2 separate regions of the Sus scrofa genome follow, and region 1 is linked to region 2. Evidence: chromatin contacts called from public Hi-C data. All regions are on one chromosome and are shown on one strand. Each heading gives the region's core, a stretch centred on a gene start, on an enhancer-like site or on the middle of the called end of the contact. The rest is flanking DNA. Distances are from core to core; before and after follow the strand shown.

Region 1 (7,440 bases), core at 3,689-6,188, 1.3 Mb before region 2:
CACACCCGAGGCATATGGAAGTTCTAGGGCTAGGCGTCAAATTAGAGCTAGATCTGCCAGCCTACACCACAGCCACAGCAACACCGAATCCTTAACCCACTGAGCGAGGCCAGGGATGGAACTCTCATCCTCATAGATACTAGTCAGGTTCTTAACCTGCTGAGCCAAAAAGGGAACTCTGCAAACTCCTTCTTTTTAAACCTACTTCTTTTCCTGCCCAAGCATTGATCACACCTCTGCTTTACCCCCCAAACCAAAGCTCTACTCTCGGCAAGTTAAGATTCTCCCTCAAAACATAGCTGATATTTTAGTTCAAATGCATTTGGTGAGGTACCTCCATTAACCTCACCTCTTCTCTACTCTGAGCTGAGAAGTTCTAATAATTAACTGAGCAAAAATTTTAAAAATTTTTAATAGAGTCTTCTGAAAAATAACAAATGCTTTTCCAGTGTAAATAATCACTGTGGACTTAGTAGGTAGGTCCAGAAAAGTGCTGATTCTATTCCCATCTGACCATTCTTTCCACTTCCATTCCCACCACTGGAGCTGGCCGTCGCAATTTCTTGGACCACAGCCTTCTCACACATCTCACCTCTAACCCTCTCTCCACAGAAGTTATCTTCCTAAAATACACAACCAAGATGCTACTTCTCTAAATCAAAACCTTCACTAATAAATCATTCACTCAGCAAATACTAAGTGCACATCCATCATGTGCCAGTGGTTGTACTGGTCTCTGGAGATTCCAGGCAGAACAACAGCAGTGCTGGCCACTGCCCTCATGGAGCCTATGGTCAGGGTGGGGAAAACATTACAAGAGGAGGCAAACATAATGACAAATTGTGTTGAGTGCTAAATACAAAGCAAAAACAACAACAAAAAGAGAGTGCTGTTAAAAAGGAAAAGTAAGGAGGACAGACTGACTTTAGATTGGGTCAGGGAAGGCCTCTCCAAGTAGCTGTAATTTAAACTGAGATCTGAAAGGAAAAAAGGCAGCTAGGTAAAAAGCTGTGGGGAGAAGAGAGTATTTCAAGCAGAGCAGAGTTTGGGGAAAGAGACAGGACCGAAATAAAGCAAGAAAGATGCTGAGATGTTAGAGAAACTAACAGGCAGGATGGCTGAAATGTACTGGCTGAAAAGGTAGAAAGTGGTTCCTCATTCCCAGGGGAATAAGGTTCACATCATCAAGAGCTCTCACATTCTGGCCTCAACCCCCTTTCTTACTCCCCTTTATATTACCTTTCTCTCATACACAATCCACCATTTCACCACCCAACTACAGCCATTCTCACCCACTACAGATCACGCATTTCACACTTCTATGCCAGTGTTCATGCTGTTGCGTCTGCCTAGAATGTTCCTTTTTTGAAGTGTTTCAGATGCCACCAGGCACAATTTATCTCTTCTATTCTTTGTGATTCCAAAGCATTTTGTTTATAATGCTTTTATATACTTTTTGCTTAATTACATTTGACTGATTTATATTAGAATCAGTTGTGTGTGCCTTTGTTTTCTCTACAAGACTGTGACTATAAGCCACATCAGTTATGTTTTTGTTTCCTCCCCTGATCTTCTAAACATAAAACACAGTGCTCAACATATTTTTATTGATTTAATATTTTACTATGAGTTTTTTTAACGAGATTGCAGCTATAACATTTTAACTACATTATACCAGATTACTAGTATTAAATTAAACTGCAAAGTATTTGTTTTAGAACAATAAACAGTTTGTAATCATAGCCAATACTTTGTAGAAAACCAATAAAGATTATAATTAAGAAATAAAAATATACATAAAATCACTCAGCATGAAACAAAGGATATTTCCCTTAATATTTACTGAGGTATGCCCTATCATTAAGTTTTCTTGCCACAGTCAAAGGTAATCAGAAGATAAAGGAAAAACAGGTTGGTCACTTTTAAAACAATAGAAGTAAAATTGCTTGATAAGGTCTTATAAAAGATAATTATTCCAACATCAGTCCATCCAGGAAGATTCACAGAAAGTGCTAACCTCTTTTTCCCCGAGTACCATTCAATGAAGAACCAATGTAAAACAAGAGGAAGCATAGCCATAAATCCAAGATAGAGCCAGTCATACAGTTCTGGAGACTCTGTGCAAGGCTGACAATATTTCTGTGCATTTGTTCTCTGTCCTCTTGGACATACCTACAATATATAAGAACAGTATTTTATGTACAGATATTATTTTAGAACCTTAACGCCTCCCCCACAAATCATTCACTGACATCCCACTTCAATTTAAACTTCTATTTACATGTGCATCTAAGAGAGAGTATAAGTAAAATAAAAAGCAATCTACACTGTATTTGCTATATCTGTATAATGCCCTTAAATGACTCTCTTTATTAAGTCACCAAAATGGTTGAACAACAAAAACCTAGTTATTCACACAATGAAAGTAACTGCAGAGAAATGCTCTGGAGTTGTAAATGTTAACTTACAGTCCAAGTCACTGTACTATATTAATGAAAAGTTCATTAGAAATTATTATAAAATTATCAAATTAAAAAATAGTAATTGTGACTGTCAGAAGATGTATTATACACAACCAATATAACAACACAAATAAGGATTTTATTAATGCCTCCATATTCTAAGTTGAGTACATTGAAGAAAACAGTTTCTACATGACAATATTTCAGAAGCAAAAAGGTTTCACAAATGAAATAATATATAAATGTTCACTTACCCCACATTCTCCATATATTTCTGTTGAGCCATTTTTAAATAACAGGGTCTTCCCACAATAAAGTCCAAGGCATGCTGGTTGAATATCGACAGCTTTTTAAAAACAAATGCCAGTATAGTAACATCTCTTGTGATTATAAAAAATAAATCAGTAATAGCTGAAAATTTGGCCGAAGTATCTCAAGACAGTTTCAATTTAAAAATATGTATTAGACAAAAGTCTTGATGCATTTATTTAAATTTTTCCTTTTACCCTGTGACACTGCAGAAAGTCATATGGAACCTTGTAGCTAATATTGTTCCTAAAAATTAAGGTCCCCAAACAGCAGAGCACACTCTGTCCTCAGAACTCAAAGCCTACCTTGGTTGGTCTCCAGTGGCTCCAGCCAGCCACTGCCCTTGATTAGATGGTCTAGAATTTCCCTTTTTTAAAACTAAAGGACTTATCAATCACCACTTTTTATTCTGCACAGTCAGGACATTAAGTTGACACAGACAAACACACACACACGAAATCTATTATCACCTTTCTTCGTGATAGAACACATTTTAATACCAGAAAAGCAGAAGGGACACATAATTTCAGAACATAGGTAAGGACTTTAAAATAAATACATTCATAAGAAGCTTAGTAAATTGTCCTAACTTCGGTGATTTTTGTGGAGGACAGGTGACAATTTCGTCAAGGTGGCGTAGGCCTCTGACCAATACTTGGGAACCCCTGCTTTAGAATCAACCCCTGATGTCAAGGCTTGGAGAACCTAAAAAGTGGCTCCTTTTTACCTAAAAACTCAGAGCCTACAAACTGTCATTGACCTCATCTACAGGAAGAAGTTATTGAAGGAAGGTTTTTGTTTTTGTTTTTAATATATCAGTGACATCTGATTCCCTTTGATCATGGATTCACTCATCAGTAAACATGCATCAAGTGTCTGATTCCACAGGTTAGGGACCACAAAATACCCACACAGGAACACTACAGAGTCACTCCGTCAAAGAACCTACACCCCAGTGTGGAATAAATCCCAAACAAATGGGGTCAAATGTGAGCTAGTTTGAGAAATTATGCATTTTATGACTATTCTTGAACAACCCTTTCCGAAATTCTTCATGAATTCACAATCTAGAGACTGCCTGATCCACTATACCCTTTCTTCTTTCAAGTTCAAGTAGACTTTTTCTTTCTTTCTCCGTGTGCTGTTGAGAAAGACAGAAATAGTACTTAAATGCCTCAAGCTTAATATTTTCACTTTTGCCAATTGCCGACTTCTTAAAAAATCCATAGGCTTCTTTACTTAAAACTTATTTTTAAATCAATCGTAATACACCAAGTGTAATCATAAGGTTCTAAACTTATAGATGGAAACGAGTTGTTTCAGATTTTCCAAGACAGCAGAAGTTAAGAATTGGAAACTTCTTCTATACTGGTTTTGCACCTAGTAGATGCTTAATAAATGCATCTGGGTGTAAACAATCTAAAGTTTCCCAAATCCAAAGCCTGAAAACCGGTATGATAAACTGAAAGCAACAGCTTATCATCGACCAAAAAAACCCCTGGCTCCCAGGGTCCGCTCATTTTTTCCTTTCATTTCCCTTATTAAAGGAGGTCTAAAGGACTTTTTTTGCAACCGTCTTGCTTCTTTGTGAAGGGCCCTAAAAACTTACGTTAGATGCTGAAGCAGGACACAACAGTTATGCAGCAATTAGTTTCTGCTTCCTTTACTGTTTTCCTGCACTTACTTACGCCCTTGCTTTAAATGTCGAGTCAACCCACAGGAATGTTAAACAAAGGGACTGAAACAGAGGGGCTGAAGTGACATTCTGAACAAACAACAAAGGTCTGGCCTTTCCCCTGCAGTAGGCAGCCGTTCTCCCTCTGCAGTCGGTCTCCCCTCTGCGGCTAGTGAGCAGCGCAGCCCATCCCCATCCCACCTCGGCCCAGCCGACAGCGGGTGGAAACAAGGGACAAAGATTCGCTGCTATTCGGAGGCCACCCGCTGGGGCCGAGCCCAGAGCTGGCAGCATAGGGAAGAAGCAGGGACTAGGATGAAACGCTTCCCAGGACCTCGGCGACCACTCACCCATCGGCAGCTTGTAGGTTTCCCGGGAGAAGCTCCGGGATCAGCCAACCCCGCCACAGCGCCCGGACATCCGGGCCAAAGCCGCCTCGGCGGCCCCGCCTCCTGGTAACCCGGTGACCGTCCCGAAGCCCCGCCCCGCCTCGCGCTTCCTGGTATAAGCTCCGTGGCCCCGCCCCCCCTGGCGCGGACGACGCGAGTGGGCCTGCGGCTTAAAGCGCCGGTGGTCGCGTAGTGGTTGATCTCCCGGTCGACGACAATGGCAAGCAGGCTGCCGGTGGCTCAGCTGCCTCCGCACGACCCGGGGACGCCGGCGCTGTCCGTTGTGGACATGCACACGGGCGGCGAACCCCTGCGAATCGTGCTAGCGGGGTGTCCGGAGGTGGCTGGACCCACACTGCTGGCCAAGCGGCGCTACATGCGCCAGCACCTTGACTACGTGCGGCGACGGCTTATGTTTGAACCCCGGGGGCACAGGGACATGTACGGAGCTGTGCTGGTGCCCAGCGAGCTGCCGGAAGCGCACCTAGGCGTCCTGTTTCTGCACAACGAGGGCTACAGCTCCATGTGTGGCCACGCAGTGCTGGCGCTGGGCCGCTTCGCGCTCGACTATGGCCTCGTGTCGGCGCCCCCGACCGGCGCCCGCGAGGCCCTCGTCAACATCCACTGCCCGTGCGGGCTGGTGACCGCCTTCGTGGAGTGCGAGGGCGGCCGCAGTCGCGGCCCGGTGCGCTTCCACAGCGTCCCAGCCTTTGCGCTGGCCACAGGTAACCCGTAGGACTCTTCCAGCCCTGCAGCCCTGGACCCAACTAATTACATTAACTCTCTCTAGGCTGGAACTCACGCACGCAGCACAACTAACCCACTCCACAAGCCTTTGCAATCAGTAAGAAGGTAATCCTAAATCACTGCAAATGTGTGACAGCATCTTAGCCTTGCGAATTTGTGTAGTGCATGCAATTTGATTATCCTGCAGATCTGTCCACCTGTGGTTTGGGGAGAGCCTTGAGGAGTGCAGAATTCCGTGTTTCCCTTACTCAGCGCCTAGTTCCCCACTCGTCAGACATTCCTAGAGATTTCACAGTTGGATGAAGCAAGGTCCACTAGGGTCAAGGAAAGTACAAAAAACAGCCGACCTACCGGGGCTCCAAGCTGGCTCAGAATTTGCTTGCTAACATGTTATTACCCCCAGACAAGTTAGTAGACACAAGTTACTAAAACTCGTCTGCAAAAAGTGTTTTGCCCACTTCTTAAGGGAAGAATTAAAGAATCAAATCTTTTCAAGAAGATATGGACGTTGCCTTTAGAATAGAAACAGACGTTGCCTGGGTCCAAATCCTTATACCTCCTTAAAGTTGTCAGCCTTTGTCAAATTACTTCTCTGTGCCTGTTGTGTCCTCGTTTGTTAACTCACTGAGGTTTTTTTTGTGAGGGTTTAATGAGAGTATATACAAGGAACTTAGAATTTTAAAAAATATATATTTTCTTAGAGACAGAAAGACTGCAGAATATTTAGGGTTGCTAGTTCTCTAGGTGTGCAGAGCCTTTCAAAGGTTTTGGTGGTTTCTGTGGTACAGAGCCTGAATGTCATGTGAAATGGAGTGTCTATGCCTGTAATCCTTACAAAGAGGGAGATTCCTACAAATTCTATGAGTAAAGGCTGAATTCTGTCACTGAGGATGCGTTAGTAGTCTGACTGAAGTGAGCTGGAAGCTGATTTAGTCCAGGAATAGGGGTATCATTCCTTTTCTCCAGAGTCTTCAGGCCATGCACATCCTTCTGTTAATTTGATCTTGATCTTCCTCTTGGATTTGAATTCCAGATTAGCCTGATTATGACTGCTATGAATGATGCAGTGTTAGCCCAGGCATTTGAGTCTTATAGCAACCTCAGGCTGCTGAATCACACAAGTTGATAAAGAATACCACTTTGGGGAGTTCCCATTGTGGCTCAGCAGTTACCGAACCAACTAGTATCCGTGAGGTTTCGGGTTCAATCCCTGGGCTCGCTCGGTGAGTTAAGGATCTGGAGTTGCCGTGAGCTCTGGTGTAGATCTCAGACACATCTTGGATCCCGAGTTGCTGTGGCTCTGGCGGACAACTTAATTTCTGAATTCAAGACCCCACTCTACCCTGTTGGTTGACTTAGTCTCATTGCTCCACGTGCTGCCCCCTTTTCTGATGTATGCGTGAGCAAAGGTTTCTCAAAGGTGCCAAGTCTTGGAAAGGAGGGCCTTAACAGCCTGCAGGGTAAGCCAGCAAAACCGCATCTCCCTTGGCCATGTGACCTGCCCTGTCCTCTGCCTCCTGCTTCTCCTTGCTGTCTCTGCCACACCCCTTAGCCTCCTTAAGGTGCCCTGGGAAAGTCCACACAGGTCCTCTGCACTCAGAACCTTCAGCCTCTTTTCTTGGTCCAGAGGTAGTTTCTCTGTTGACCAGGAGAAATATTCTCCCTTTGGGACACTCCTTTGCCAAACAGTCACCTCCCCCGATAGCTTAAGTTTCTATAAAACAAAAGCATAAAGACCTGCTTTTTCCCCTGCCCTGTGCCTCCCCCAGAGGCTGTGATCACCAAGCCCACTTGAATTGGGGAGGAAGTAGGGGAGGGATAAAACAGTTTTAATGTCCCCAAGTCCCATCCCTTTGGA
Region 2 (7,221 bases), core at 2,104-4,603:
CTAGAGGTCAAATCAGAGCTTTGGATGCTGGCCTACACCACAGCCACATCAACGTGGGATCCAAGCTGTGTCTGCGACCTACACCACAGCTTACAGCAAAGCTAGATCCTTAGCCCACTGAGCGAGGCCAGGGATTGAATCTGCATTCCCATGGATACTAGATGGGTTCCTAACCTGCTGAGCCACAACAGGAACTCCGTAACTGTGTGTTAAAGGTAAAAAAAAAATAACAGTTTCAATTAGTAACAGTTAAATAAACCAGTAACAGTTAAATAAACAGTTAAATAAAACAGTTAAATAAACCAGATATTATTATCTTAGTGAATTATCTGTTTTTTACAGGTTTTTACTTGAACTTTATGTACCCCTATCACCCTGGATCTGTACTTCATTCCTATAATTCATACATTACTCACAATTTGATCATTCTAATATCATTAGCTTCCATACTGATGTTTCCTTTGGTTTATTTTTTAAACTATGCATATTTGATATAACTATAATCATACTGTTCAGACATAATGAATTATACAATAAACTTCTGCCAATATTATTGACCTTCGCTACTGTCATTTTAAAAATTGCACAGTATGTCATCCTTTTAAAAAACTGTTCTCTTTCCTTGAGTATTTAAGTATTTCCACTTTTTCTTCTTCTTTTTTTCTTTGCTGAATCTGTGGCATGTGGAAGTTCCTGGGCCAGGGATCAAACCCATGCTGCAGTTGCAACCTGCACCACTGCTGCAGCAACATAAGATTCTTAACCCACTGAGCCACATGGGAACTTCCAATATTTCCACTTCTGTTTTATGTAAAACAAAACTTTGTTAAAAATGTTGTTAAGGAGTTCCCATCGTGGCTTAGAGGTTAATGAACCTGACTAGTATCCATGAGGTCTCGGGTTCGATCCCTGGCCCTGCTCAGTGGGTTAAGGATCCGGCGTTGCCATGAGCTGTGGTGTAGGCTCGGATCTAGCATTGCTTGTGGTGTAGGCCAGCAGCTGTAGCTCTGATTTGACCCCTACCTTGGGAACCTCCATATGCCGTGGATGTGGCCCTAAAAAGACAAAAAAAAAAAAAAAAAAAAAAAAAAAAAAGTTGTTAAGAAGGATTAACATACAAGTTTAGTCTTATCCTTATCTCTTCTTGTCCAGTTTTCAGTATTTACCTCTAATTCCCAAACAGCTCTCTTCATCTTCTATCAGTCACATCTTCATGTTTACTTCTACCAGTGCTCCTCAAATTCTCAAGGGGGCAACCTACTGGTTAGCTGCATAAACTCACCTTACCACCCGCCTGTTGCCTTTGTCAATAATCATTCTCCTATATAGTTGCCTTCTGCTTTTCAATAATTATCTTTGGGTGTCAGCCTCAACATACTTATGTTATTAAAATAAGCCTTTAAAAATAGGTAAGAAAATACAAATATGGGAGGATCTTGCATATTTGTAAGAGAATGTCATGAACCAAAGACTTCGTGTTTCTGTTTTGTTTTTTGTTTTTTTATTTTTATTTTTTTTAGGGCTGCACCCATGGCATATGAAGTTCCCAGGCTAGGGCTGAACCGGAGCTGTAGGTGCTGGCCTACACCACAGCTCACGCGAGGCCAGACCCTTAACCCATTGAGAGGCCAGTGACTGAACCCACATGGTCACGGATACTAGTCAGGTTCCTTTCTGCCGAGACAGGAATGGGAACTCCCTTAACAAAAAAGACTACGTTTAATCCAATTCTGGAGTAACTGAGATCCAATTCTTTTTTTTTTTTTGGTCTTTTTATGACTGGTCCCATGGCATGTGGAAGTTCCCAGGCTAGGGGTTGGATTGGAGCTGTAGCTCTGGCTCATGCCACAGCCATAGCAACGCTGGATCTGAGCCACATCTTTGACCTACACCACAGCTCATGGTAATGCCAGATCCTTAACCCCCTGAGCGAGGCGAGGGATTGAACCTACATCCTCAAAGATGCTAGTCAGATTCGTTTCTGCTGAGCCATGATGGGAACTCCCCAATTCTTAAATAGGCTCTTTTGATGCCTTATTCAACAAATAGTTATGTAACTACATACTATATATTAGGCACTATTTAGAGATATATAAAAAATTTTCTCAGATGATTCCACTTCAGATATATCTAAGATGGAATTCTGGCTGTCACTTGCCTGTATCTTGAACCTAGTACAAGGGCTTTCAACCTGGTGTCCAAGAACCACTGTGAAGGTCCATCAATCTCTGAAGTTTCATGCAAATCATTTAAGATTTTTGTATTTGTGGTTTTGCCTAGTCAAAGGGATCTATGCCACCCTTACAGTTGAGACCATTACTCCACTGTTTACAAGTTGTCTCTTAAAACATGTTAAATTTACTAATCTAAGAGTTGAGCGGTAGAGAGAGCCATAAAGGCTCTCCAGAGTCTTATCTATACAGTTTCACTTCATTATATCTTGAGCCACTCTAATTTGACTTCCTATTCTTCAGAAGCAACAGCCCTGTCTTAAACATATTTGAATTTCCAGCATGAACAAAAGCTCGGAACAGCCCTGTCTTAAACATATTTGAATTTCCAGCATGAACAAAAGCTCGGCTCAATACGTGTTTAATAATGGAGATCGTCATCAGGCATTACAGTTCGGCTGCCACCTTCCTAGGCATATAAGCCCAGGGTAAGCCGGGTCTAGGTCATCGCTGTCATCCCCTGCATAAATGACCCCAAAGGGTCTGTTCAGTTTGGGGTGACGACCTAGGGCGGCGAAGGCAATTCTCCCGAAGCCTCCAGGGCCTCTAGGAGTCAGAACCTGACCATCCCACAGGATCCTAGGGATTCGCACCGCCCACAGTGAGAGTAAAAAGGGGCGTCATTTGCGGAGGTCCTGGGGGAAGAAGTGTCGACCTAGCAAGCCGCCTCTCGAGTACCCGGGCTGGGCCTGGGGTTCGGCTACCCGCCCTCCCCTCAGGACGACCGCAGCCGGCGCCACAGCCACTCACTTGGTAAAAGCCTCTCCCAGGTCTATCACGACCGCCGTTTTCTCCCCGCCGCTCCCCAGGCCCTCGTAGAGCGGCATGGTTGTAAACAAGCTGGTGCAAAGAGGACGCGGACTCGGCGGCCGCCGGGCCTCGGCTCTTGGGGGGCGGGGCGGAGCGACGGTGCACGGGCGGTGGCGGCGACGGCGGGGGCCTCGCGTGGCCGCGGCGCGCCGGGCTGGGATGCCCCAGGCTGTGCCTCACTCCGCGTCGGTCCTCAACACTCTCAGGCGCCCCCGTTTTCGGACTAGGGAGGAAGGCGAGCGGGCGGCCGCTAATCCGGAGGTGGGGGATGCAGAGGACCAAGGCGATCAGGCGCGTCGGGCGCCCCGGGATGGGGCGGAGCCAACTCCGGGTCCTTCCCTCCGGACACGCCCTCAAGTAGCGCCGGGATCGAGGTCTTTCCCATCGTTCTTGTGGACCTTTTCTAGACCTTTTAGTGCCGCAGCAGCTGAGAGACGATACAACCCAAAAGCTTCGTTTCGTGCAGTCTTGGAGTAAAGGCCAAGTGTTCTGCCTATCATTTATTCTTCGCAAGGAATGCCAAGAATAGGTGTTACTTTTTTACCTGTTCGAACCGTAGGAATGTTCCCATAGCAAAGCCAAGGTTGGACCCCTAGTCTTTCTGATTTCAAAAACTATACTGCTGATGCCTTAAGGAATAACACACACAGAATTTTATTTGGTAGTCATTTTGCTGAAAATTAATTTTAATGTGAAAGAAAGCAGTTCAAGTAGCATCTACAAATCTGTGGAGGAACAATCAAGGTGGTTTAATGGAAGGAACAATGAACCAAGGGTTCTTTTTTTTACACTAAACCTAGTAGCTGTGTAACCCGAGAAAAGTTAGTAAACTGTCTTTCTGTGCCAGTCTGAACAACAAAATAAGAGTTCCCTGATAGGATTGTTTACATCCTGTCATTTCACAGCTCTATTTTTTTTTTTTTCTTTCTCTCTCTCTTTGTCGATCTCTCTTTCTCTTTCTTTCTTTCTTTTTAGGGCTGCACCCGCAGCAATGAAGTTCCCAGGCTAGGGGTCTAATTGGATTTGTAATTACCTGCCTTCACCACAACTCACCTGCAGCCGGATCCTTAACCCACTGAGCAAGGCCAGGGATCTAGCCTGCCTCCTCATGGATACTAGTCACATGGAGGTTCTCAGGCTAGGGGTCAATTGGAGCTGTAGCTGCTGACCTGTGTAGCTCCAGATCCAAGCCATGTCTGCTGAGCTACTACAGAAATTCCACAGCTCTATTTTTTTCTTTCTTTTCTTCCTCTTTCTCTTTCGTCTTTTTAGGGCCAAACCCTCAGCACATGGAAGTTCCCGTGCTATGGCTGAAATTGGAGCTGCAGCTGCCACTCTACACCAACCACAGCAATTCCGGATCCCAGCCACTAATTCAACCTACGTGGGAGCTCACAGCAATGCCAGATCCTTAACCCACTGAGTGAGGCCAGGGATCAAACCTAGTCCTCATGAATACTAGTCAGGTTCTTACTGCTGATCCACAAAGGGGAACACAGAGACTATAATGCTTTGACTCATCCTTTTTCTTTTCTTTCTTTCTTTCTTTCTTTCTTTTTCTTTCTTTTTCTTTCTTTTTGTTGTTGTTGTTGTTGTTGCTATTTTAGGGCCACACTGGCAGCATATGGAGGTTCTCAGGCTAGGGGTCAATTGGAGCTGTAGCTGCTGACCTATGTAGCTCCAGATCCAAGCCATGTCTGCAACCTACACCACAATTCACGGCAACACTGGATCCTTAACCCACTGAGTGAGGCCAGGGATCAAACCTGCATCCTCATGGATCATAGTCAAATTTTTTTCCGCTGAGCCACAGCGGGAACTCCTGTATCATCCATTTTCTTATCTATAAACTGTCCTGCTCCTTCTCAGAGTGTTTGTGAGGATCGGTTGACAGGTTACTTTGAAACTATAAAGTATTATTATTATCCATCCTGTTTTCCCTGACTACTTACCAGCTGTATTCGTTTCCTAGGGATGCCGTAAGAAAGTACCACAAACGGAGTGCCTTACAGAAATAGAAATGTATCCACTCATAGTTGTGGAGGCTAGGAGTTTTGAGATTAAGGTGTCAGCAAGGTGGTGCTCTCTCTGAAGTCTCTAGAAGAATATACCTCTTGCCTCTTTCTAGCTTCTGGTAGTTGCTGGCAGGGCTTGGTTTTCCTTGACTTATAGGTGCATCAGGTCTTTTTCTCTGTCATCACTTGGTCTTCTTCAGACGTCTTCCTTATGTTTTCACAACCTTTTCCTTCTGTGTATATCTCTGTGTCCATATTTCCCTTTTATAAGAATATCAGTCATTGAATTAGGGCCCTAATCCTAAACCAGTATCAACTAATTTTTTTTCTTTCTTGGCCACCCGCATTGCATGCGGAAGTTCCTGCACCAGGGATCGAACCTGAGCCACAGCTGTAACCAGAACCACAGTAGTGACAACATGGATCCTTAACCTGCTGAGTCACCAGCGAACTCCAGTACAATCACATTTTTAGCTTGATTATATCTCCCAAACTCTTAATTTCAAATAAGATCACATTTTAAGGTTCCCAGAGGACAAGAATTTGGGAGGAATGCTGTGCAGCCCAGCACACCAGCTAAATGTTTTTTTCCATAGCTCTGCTCTCAGCCTTCTTTTCTTCTTACTATATACCCTCTTCTTTAACAATCACTTTCACTCCCTTACATATAGCTAAAGCTAATATTTGTTGAGTTCTCTTTGTTAGCTCTGTTTGCTATATGTAATCCTATTCATTCCTCACAATAATTTTATGGGCTAAGTATTATCTCCATCTTACCAATGACGATACTGAAGCTGAAAGAGATTAAATCATATGGTCACAGCTTCTCATCTGCTAAGTGGTGGAGAAAGAATTTGAACCCAGACAGTCTTACTCCAGAGCCAGAACTACACTGCATATTCATAATTATAAGATAGTTATATATTAATTGAAATAATTATATTTTATTGTAGAATTTTACAATATTGGGATATGAAATGATCTAAGAATTTTTCAAGTCTGAATTCCAACCTAATGCACTACTTTCCATTTCCGATGACATTTATTTCCCCAAATGGTACCAATGATTAACAGAGGACTAATGACTAGTTGGGATCTACAAGATACTGAAAATTCATTTGCTAATACACTTAGAGGTTAAAAGAGAAGGAAAATGCTGGAGTTCCTGCTGTGGCACAATGGGTTAAGGATTTGGCATCACTGAAGCTGTGCCATGTGTCACAGCTGCGGCTTGGATTTGATCCCTGGCCTGGGAACTTCCATATGATGCCGGTATGGCCAAAAAAGGAAAAAAAAATGCTGTAAGGATAAAAATCACTTTTGAAAAACCCAACTGCCAGCACCATGGTATATCAACCTGAGTTTAAGTCCTAAGTCTGTTAGCACACTGACCTCAGGCAACTCCATTAAGCTTTCTAGGCTTCACTTTCCTACTGTGCTTTTTTTGTTTGTGTGCTCCATTAGTTGCTGACTCTCCTTTAGGTGGAATGATAACCTCTTCGGCCATCAGTCAGCCTGAGCAGATTTGTATTGTAACTGGTATCAAGGTTTATCCTGGTTCCTTAGGAAACCTGAATCTTTTTTTTTTCTCTCCAGTTTATTGAGAAATAATTGACATATATCAGTGTATAAATTTAACATACAGAGCATGATGGTTTGACTTATATATATTGTGAAATAACTACCACAATAGATTTAGTTAACATCCATCACTTCATATAAATATAATAAAATGAAAAAAAGAATTCTTCTTATGGTGAGAACTCTTAGGATTTACTCTTTCAACAACTTTCCTATGTGTCTTACAGCAGTGCTGACTATGGACATCATGTAATAGATTATATTCCTAGTACTTATTTATCTAGTAACTGAGAGTTTATACTTTTTAACCACCTTCCTTCAATCCCCCACCACCACCCTGCCTTTTTCTATGAGTTTGGTGTGTTTCATTGTTCTTGGTTTTTATTTTTTTGTTTTTTGTTTTTTTTAGATTCCGCATATGAATGAGATCATATACTATTTGTCTTTATCTCTTTTATTTCACTTAGTGTAATGCCTTCGGTTGTAAAATGAGGGAGATGTATAAGCACCAATAATCTAAGTTGAAATGGAATCTTCATCCCTTTGGCCAACACCTCTTATCTTCTCCCACTTCCTACCATTTT

What was found. Hi-C and Micro-C count contacts between places; a contact is called where the count stands out from the background.
Region 1: a contact with region 2 is called in a Hi-C map of liver, with 7 times the contacts expected there. The contact joins the promoter of JKAMP here to the promoter of ACTR10 in region 2. A contact is called at or near these places in 2 of 5 promoter capture datasets (fetal liver and liver) and 2 of 47 Hi-C or Micro-C datasets (heart right ventricle and liver).

What each region holds. Positions count from the first base shown.
Region 1 is chr1:188,595,954-188,603,393 of Sscrofa11.1, reverse strand. JKAMP (JNK1/MAPK8-associated membrane protein) reads right to left here and starts at 4,938. Exons shown (of 7, transcript XM_021102711.1): 1 at 4,797-4,938; 2 at 2,717-2,808; 3 at 2,018-2,172. The coding sequence starts at 4,800. The region is part of intron 4 of L3HYPDH (trans-3-hydroxy-L-proline dehydratase); the gene reads left to right.
Region 2 is chr1:187,303,615-187,310,835 of Sscrofa11.1, reverse strand. It overlaps ACTR10 (actin-related protein 10), which reads right to left and starts at 3,353. Exons shown (of 13, transcript XM_003353492.4): 1 at 2,982-3,353. The coding sequence starts at 3,058.